2 separate regions of the Mus musculus genome follow, and region 1 is linked to region 2. The links are chromatin contacts, called in public HiChIP or PLAC-seq maps. All regions are on one chromosome and are shown on one strand. The core of a region is the stretch at or near the end of the contact, and the rest is flanking DNA. Distances in the headings are between cores, read along the strand shown.

Region 1 (3,691 bases), core at 1,126-3,625, 41 kb after region 2:
TTGCACCACGGTGTCTGCCTCATACTAAGTGTTTAGTCACAAAAGCTGCAAGAGCCAGGCAAGGTGATACACACACATAATCCCAACACTTGGGGAAGCTGAGGCAGGTGGATTGCTGCAAATTCAAGGTCATTCTGTGACACATTTGGGACCCTGTTTCAACTCTCCCCTCCTACAAGAGGAAAGCCAAATGACCTGACCCTAAATAAAAGTAAACAGTCCATCAGGGGGTGTGTGGAGGAGACCCTGAAGAGAATACAGGACACTCAGTAGACACCAGTTATGACATAGGTAGGTCCTGAATACAGAGACTAGAGAACAAAGAAAACGTTTTGAAAACTGGGTGTAGTGAAACATGCCTTTAATCCTAGCACTTTGGAAGCAGAAGCCCTGTCCAAGAAAAAAAAAAGAGGAAGAAAGAAAAAAGAAAAAGAAAGAAAAGAAAGAGGACTGAGAGATGGCTTAGCAGCTCAGAGCAATGTCTGCTCTTCCAGAGGTCCTGAGTTCAATTCCCAGCACCTACATGGCAGTTCACAGCCATCTATGAGGGGATCTGATGCCCTCTTCTGGCATGCAGGTGTACATGCAGCTGAGCACTCAGACATAAAATCAACAAAAATAATTTTTTTTTAAAAAAGGGAAAAAAACGTAAAAAGAAAAGGGCATTAGCTGAGCACAGAGGCGCACACATGTAATCCCAGGAGGATGTGTCAGAAGGGAATGTTCTAGGCCACCCTTAGCGATGAGACCTTTTCGAGGAAGGGAGGGTGGAGAGGGAGAAGCAAGAAGTATGCTAAACTCTTTAATGACTGGGTTTGAGAGCAGTGGAAACTCAGACCGACTAGGAATAAGTTCAGAAATGGAAAACCTGGGTTCTGGGATGTAGGCTGGAAGCAGATCAGAGGACTCAGACAGAGCAGGATGACAAGCTCAGTATAGGGGGAGGGTCCCAGCACTGTTAATTTTGTTTAACCTGGAATGATAACAGCCAAGAGTCCTGGAGTACTATGTGATTCCAGGTATGACCCTGACCAAGCTCACATGCTCACATAGCAAAGAGGAGGTAGAGTTGAGAGCCTATGACCCAGCTATCGAGACTTCAGCATCTACAGTTTAACTGCTATACCATTTTGCTTCCTAGAATTCCAGGGGACTGAGGGTTTTTTTTTTGTTTTGTTTTTTGTTTTTTTTTTGGTTTTTTTTTTTTTTTTTTTGACAGGGTTTCTCTGTGTACCCCTGGCTCTCCTGGAACTAACTCTGTAGACCAGGCTGGCCTTGAACTCAGAAATCCGCCTCCTTCTGTGCTGGGATTAAAGGCGTGGGCCACCACCACCTGTCTGGGACTGAGTTCTTGACTAGAGGCTTCAGGAAGACAACCCCCCTATAATTATGTGCAAAGCATCATGTGTTTGTACACATGTGCCTTGTTCTGAGGAAGAATCCACCAATTTAGTCATATTTCTATGGCTCAGACGGCTACTGTGCTCTGAGGAAAAGACACACCCTGTCTTTCCCGGATCTCTTCATTCAGTCTTACTTGCCTTATATGCTTGAGCCAGGCCTTACCTTCCAGTCCCTGCATGGCCTCCAAAGTAATTTTGTTTATGTTTTTGTTTGTTCGTTTTTTCTGCAGTGTATGTATGTATGGTAGCTGGGACCAGAGTCTTGAAGACGCTTAGTACAATGTTGACCATTGGAATGCACTCCCAGCTTTCAGGCCTATTTTTCTAACATGCAAAGAAGGCACACATTTTTCTGTCGTAGAAACTCTTTAGGGCTGGGCGTATTATTAGCTTAGTGTTGAACATTTGCTTAGCACGTGCAAGGCCCAAAATCGTTCAATCCCTCCTCATTCACCAGAGGATGATGGCGCATGAGGCTCTCTACCTTTTCCTGTCTCTACCAATCAGCTTGGCCTACAAAGTGTGAACCCCCCCCCCCCCCCCGCCGCCCTCCCCGGTTCCATCCCTAGCACCACATAAAACCAGCCACCCCAGCGTTTGGGAGGTAGAGGAAGAACAATATGGAGTTAAGGTTATTTTCGGCTACAAAGTGAGTTAGAGGGCAGCCTGGGCTACACGATCGGCTGCGTTCTGGTGAGGATGAAGTCACTCTCAAATCACCAGTGTGCTCAACAAAAAAAAAAAAAAAAAAAAAAAAAAAAGAAGGGAGAATAAAGTGTATAAGATTTCTCCAAGCTCCCTTTCAACCAGAACGTGGCAGCCGGCTGGACTAGAGGGACCGCTTGGGGGCGACCGAGAGACCTTTGATTTTCCCTTTAAGGCTGCGGCGGAAGGCCCGAGGAAGAAGGACTTTGTGTCGGCAGGATAAAAATTGGTGCCTTCCCTTTAAGGGGGCGGAGCTATTGTTTTGGCGGCGGCTTTGAAAGCCGCTCTGGGTGCACGTTCTTAGGCGCCCCTCTCTCAGTTTCCGCTGCGGTCTTAAAGACGCTTCTCTTGGACCTTGCTCTGGGAATGCGACCGGACATAGTTCCCTACTCTACGTCTGGGTCGAGTTGGAGGTGAACCCTTGAGTCTGACACGGCCGGGCCGACCCGCCGGCCCGAGCCCACGGCCTGTCGTTATGGTAATGCCGCGTCTAAGCCGCCCGGGCTCTGGGGAGGAGGCGTTCCAGCCCCGGGGAAGCCGGACTCCGGGTTGGGCTCCGGGCTCGCTAGTCTGCTAGGACGGGATCTGCCTGGTAGAGACTGAGTGTAGTCTGCAGACCTGGGGGCTAGGTAGGAAGGGCGCGCAACGCGCAGGAGACCTTGTGAAAGGTACCTCCCCCGGACATACAGACCTACAGACAGACAGAAAAATAGTCATCAATCCCTGCGAGCCCAAACGTCACTGGCTTTTGGAATCTTTGCCCCCAACCTCGTGATCTTGGGGTGACTAACATTCAACTCTCCTCTCCCTCCTTCCCTTCCTCTCCTCCTCCGCCTCCTCCTCTGTTTTTATTTTTTTGGGAGGAGGGTGGGTCCTTGAAACAGGCTTTCTGCCCCTGGCTATCCTGTAACTCAGTATGTAGATTAGGCTGGCCTCGAACTCAAAGTTCTGCCTTAGGCGTTCTGGGAATTAAAGGCAGCAGCTACCATGCCACACGCCCTCAATCCCCCACCAAAAACCCAGGCTGTGGGTGTGACACTCGTCTGAGTCTGCTGTCCAGGAAGAAGAACCGTAGACTGGGGCAGTCCACACTCTTGGCAACTTTGCCTTTGGCTTTGGTCCTCTGTAGAAAGAAATCACTGGCTTGATCCTCAGAAACAAGGGTTTCAGGCAGGGTCCTTTCTTGTGTTGGACCAACCTTTGAGATTCTGTTGCAGAATACTCAGGCCTGTTTCCAGAGGTGGTGTAGGCAAGTAATCCCATCCTTTGGGAAAGGAAAGGGTCAGGAGTTCAAGGTCAGGGGCTGGGGAAGTGGCTGAGCAGGTAAAAGGTGGTTGTCTCTGATGCCTCAGTTACATCCCTAGGACCCATAGGGTGGAAGAAGCCGACTCCCTCAAGTTCTTTTCACCTTCACACCCATGCAGTAGTGTACCCCACCCCCACTAAATCAATCATTTTTTTTATATAAGATTTGAAAATTACCTTTATCAACATAATAATGACTTGAGGCCAACTTGGGCTACTTGAGACCCTTATGCTGACCCTGCCTTTGTCTCCCTTAGCAGTCGCCTCTCTTTTACTAT
Region 2 (3,790 bases), core at 766-3,265:
CCAAGCTGTTCCCATAACCAGGCAACCTGAGCAGGACCCTTCTGTCCACCCTTGTCCCCCAGAGCCATTACCAGCATTTGGGGTGCTGTGGGAGGGAATGGTTGAGGCCGCCTGGCGTGGGCTCCTTTGACTTGGACAACAGGAATTCCTGGAGCCTCAGCTTTACCTCGGTGCTGGCGATGGCACCTACGGGACAGGGCACAGCTGAGCCGGGTGCCTGGAGCCGGGGCTGCGGCGGCGCGGGTGCGGCGGGGCCGAGGAGCCGCCCACGGGCCTTACTCTCTTTGCTCTTCTCCTTGTTGCGCAGGATGAGCAGCTGCTGCTCCAGCCGCTGTTTCTCCAGCTCCTCCTGCCGCTGCTGCTCCCGCTGCCGCTGCTGCTCCAGCTCCTGCTGCCTCTTAGCCGCCAGCATCTCCTGCTGCTGCTGCGGTGGGTGCGGGCGGGCGGAAGGGAGGGCAGAGGCGGTGGTGAGCCGGGCCCGGGCAGAGGCGGTGGTGAGCCGGGCCCGGGCAGGGCTGCTTGGGCCTCTCGCGGCCCCTGAGCCCCCCTGGCTCACCTTGAGGTGCTTCTGCAGCTGGACCTCGTGCTGCCGCGTCAAGTGGTCGTGCTGCTTCTGGAACTCGGCGAACAGGAGCTGCTTCTGGAGCTGCTGCTGCTGCTTGAGGACCAGGAGCTCCTGCTGCAGTTGCTGCTCCCGTAGCGCAGGGTCCATGGGGCCCGCCAGAGCCCCCCGAAGCTCCACGGGGCTGGGGCTACCTCCACCTCCACCCCCCATGGAGCTGGGCATGGCTCCTGGCAGCACCGGCTTCACCTCCACTGTGGGCACAAAACACACAAGGTTTCAGTGGGTCCAGCCCCAGACTGCTCTAGGCCACGACAGCCTGGTCCCAGGGCCCAGGAGACTACCAGACAGGTCTACTAGACCCTGGATTCTACATTCCACTTTCTTTAGGCGAAACTGAAGCTAGGAACTTCAATAAGAAACTCTGCAACAGGGCTGCAGGTAGGGCCAGCCCAGCATGCACAAGGCCTTGGATTCGAGGGAAAAAAAAACAAAAAACAAAAAACAAACATATGTATGCATGAGTGTGAAGAGAGACTGCCGACAAGTGTCAGGACTCAACGCCGGATACTGTCACTGACAAGTCAGTACCAGGTATTGTATATGTACGGCCCACTCATTAAACTGCACAGGAACACACCAGTTTGATTCTATTATTATTACCCATTTCACAGATAAGGAAACCGAGGCAGAGAGTGTTTTGAATAACTTGACCAGACACAGCCAGGTGACTGAAGAACCACAATATGAATCTAATACACTTTCATTCACTGTCCCCTGCCTTGTCTCCACCTTGTCCCAGAGGAGCAGAGATCAGATCTGTGGGGACTTTACAGACAGCTTGCCCTCTGTGGGTCTGTCAGTTTCATCTCAGCTAGGGGAAAAGAGGCTGGTTTGCGAGGGGGGAAATGCGACAGGCATGAGGGGCACAATGGGAACAGGAGGCCTCAGGGAAAGGGGGTGCAGGGCCGCACCAAGCCAGGGACAAGATGGGACTGGGAGTCAGCCTGGCTTCCTCTGGTGGATTATCTCCTTTCAACAGTTTTATTGTAATTACCCTGAAAATGCCGCTATATATAGAGTAAGCCAAACAGCAGCTGTTGGGGGGAGGGGGAGAGAATGGGCGTGCAGGGAGGAGGGAGGAGGAGGAGACAGGAAAGGAAAGGGAATCAGACAGGAAGAAGAGTGATGGGGGGGCATTTTGGGGCCTGGAGCTGTAGCAAGGACCTCAGTCTCCCAACCAGGGGGGCACCCCTGAAAAGAGAAGCGTGGTCGAGGGTGGTTCTGAGGTCCGCATGGACACTGGACCGCAGAATGGGAAAGGTTCCAACTGGCTTATGGGAAGGTTGGGTCTTGACCTGTTGATCTCCATGCACTGCCCTCTGGCCACTGAATGTCATTCCACATCACTGCCCACTAGTTGCCAGGGCAACCAGGCAAACACCATACCAGCAGGGAGACCCAAGCCCAACCCATACCCCACAAAGCCACCCGCAGCTAACAGGAAGGGGAAGGCAGGGTACCACTGCCTGGGAAGGAGGAAGTGAGAGAGGCTGTACCACCAGCTCATCTTCTTTCTCCTCCACTTCTCCAAAGAAAAAGCCTACATTCCCTAACTCTAGCCTGGGAAGCTACACAGGGACAGGAAGATGGTCCCCCAGCAAAGTGGCCCAGGCAGTGCATCCCAGGCAGTGAGAAGACAGAACCCTGATATCCTGACGGTTGCCAGTGCTCAGGGCTCTTCCCATCCCCACTCCCCTACACCTGAGCCTACATCAAGAGTGGGAAGGGTATGCAACGGTGGCGACTAAAACAGAGACTCAGACTGCCCCCTCCCCTTAAGTGAGTCCTCAGGAAGACAGCACTGAAGGGCATCACCAGACTGGGTAAGCCACACCAGCTCTATGCCTAATATGGCTGGGAGACCCACTAGAGAGGGGTGTGTGTGTGTGTGTGTGTGTGTGTGTGTGTGTGTGCACGAGAGAGAGAGAGAGAGAGAGAGAGAGAGAGAGAGAGAGAGAGTGTGTGTGTGTGTGTGTGTGTGCAGAGCCCGAGCAAGATGCCTCTCGGTACCCACTCCTATCCCAGCAGAGGCTGAGCACATTCCTCTGTGGTTTCTCTGTCAGCCACACTGACGACTCTGTGGCCACCAGGCCAGAGCCACATCTGCAGGAGTGGCCAGATGTGGCCAAAAGGGTGGAGTCAAGCACACAGACATACACAATGCTTCCCCCACCCCCACCCCTACTCCCAGGCACACAGTCTCTCACTTTCCCTCTATCCCATGCCCTGTCCCAGCATCCACATGAAGGGTGCTCTGCACCAGAGTGAAAAGCAGGGTAGTAGTGACAGAGCTGGTGGCCTGCCTCTAGCCTCCCCAGCCCTGGAAGCATTCAGCAAAGCCCTATGCTGTCTGGAGGACTATCGGTTCCTAGCCAAAGCTGACTTGGTCCTGAAACTGAGCACTCCAGCAAAAAGTGGACTGGCTTCTAACTAGTGCTCTTTGCAGTGCTAGATGCTAGCCCATCGGTCCAGGAAAGGCAAGAGTCTAAAAGATCCTGGACCCCAGCAGATAACTCTGCCCCAAATTGGAACGGTGATGGGCAAGGCTATCTTCTCTGGCAGGAGCCTTACAGAAAAACTAGGGGCTCATGTAAAAGACTCTCCCACTGCTAGCACTGCTGAGATGCCTGGCTATGTGCTGCAGTGGGTGCCACAGCCCCATTGGTATGCACGTGGCAGGAGAGCCAGAGGGCTCTGCCACACAGCCTTGTTCCCATACAAACAGGAATCGGGAGGAGAATGTTAATTTGGGCCAGCATGCAGTTTGCCAGGCTCTGCCAGGTAGCAACCTGGCTCCTTTCAGGATGGAAGCCAGGGAAGAAAGGAAATGGGGTCCCCAAAATGCAGTCTGCCTGGCACAGAACCTAGAGCATGACTGTCCTGGCATCCCCTTAAGGATCAGTGCCCTCTGCCAGCTTGGCAAGAACAGAGCAGGTGACAGCAGCTGCCATTCAAACGAAGCATTAGGAAGGGGAAGTGGGTGTGTCAGGACAGGAAGAGGCTCTTGGCTGCCTCCTGGTGGACTTAGGAAGGTTGGAGAACCTTGGGAAAGACGAAAGGGTGGGCAGAAGGGCATGTGCCATTCACTAAGATGACTGAGAGCTCAGGTTAGCAAAGACCCCTGAAAGGCCAAGATCACATGAGACAGCAAGGCCCTGGGTCCTT

What was found. HiChIP or PLAC-seq counts read pairs in DNA pulled down with a chosen protein or histone mark.
Region 1: a CTCF HiChIP or PLAC-seq map of CD8 T cells shows a contact between it and region 2, with 11 read pairs. The contact joins the promoter of Hrob here to the enhancer-like site in region 2. A contact is called at or near these places in 1 of 39 promoter capture datasets (stem cell-derived epiblast-like cells), 2 of 15 datasets of contacts at CTCF or cohesin (CD8 T cells and the NIH/3T3 cell line), 23 of 484 Hi-C or Micro-C datasets (the C2C12 cell line, the HL-1 cell line, Sertoli cells and 16 more), 21 of 115 datasets of contacts at active chromatin or transcription factors (the 230-238 cell line, CD8 T cells, the HPC-7 cell line and 14 more) and 5 of 9 other capture datasets (adipose tissue, bone marrow-derived macrophages, embryonic stem cells and 2 more).

What each region holds. Positions count from the first base shown.
Region 1 is chr11:102,246,507-102,250,197 of GRCm38.p6, forward strand. It overlaps Hrob (homologous recombination factor with OB-fold), which reads left to right and starts at 2,376. Exons shown (of 10, transcript NM_153544.3): 1 at 2,376-2,586. The coding sequence starts at 2,584.
Region 2 is chr11:102,206,351-102,210,140 of GRCm38.p6, forward strand. Hdac5 (histone deacetylase 5) reads right to left here. Exons shown (of 27, transcript NM_010412.3): 4 at 557-816; 5 at 280-424; 6 at 72-186. Among named protein-coding and RNA genes, the nearest start is that of G6pc3, 19 kb to the left of the region's middle. Within about 2 kb of position 2,016, at least 126 of the 459 cell types and tissues checked have an H3K27ac peak or open chromatin away from gene starts, as enhancers often do. A contact at or near this core is called in the 230-238 cell line, the C2C12 cell line, CD8 T cells and 17 more, where this site is marked.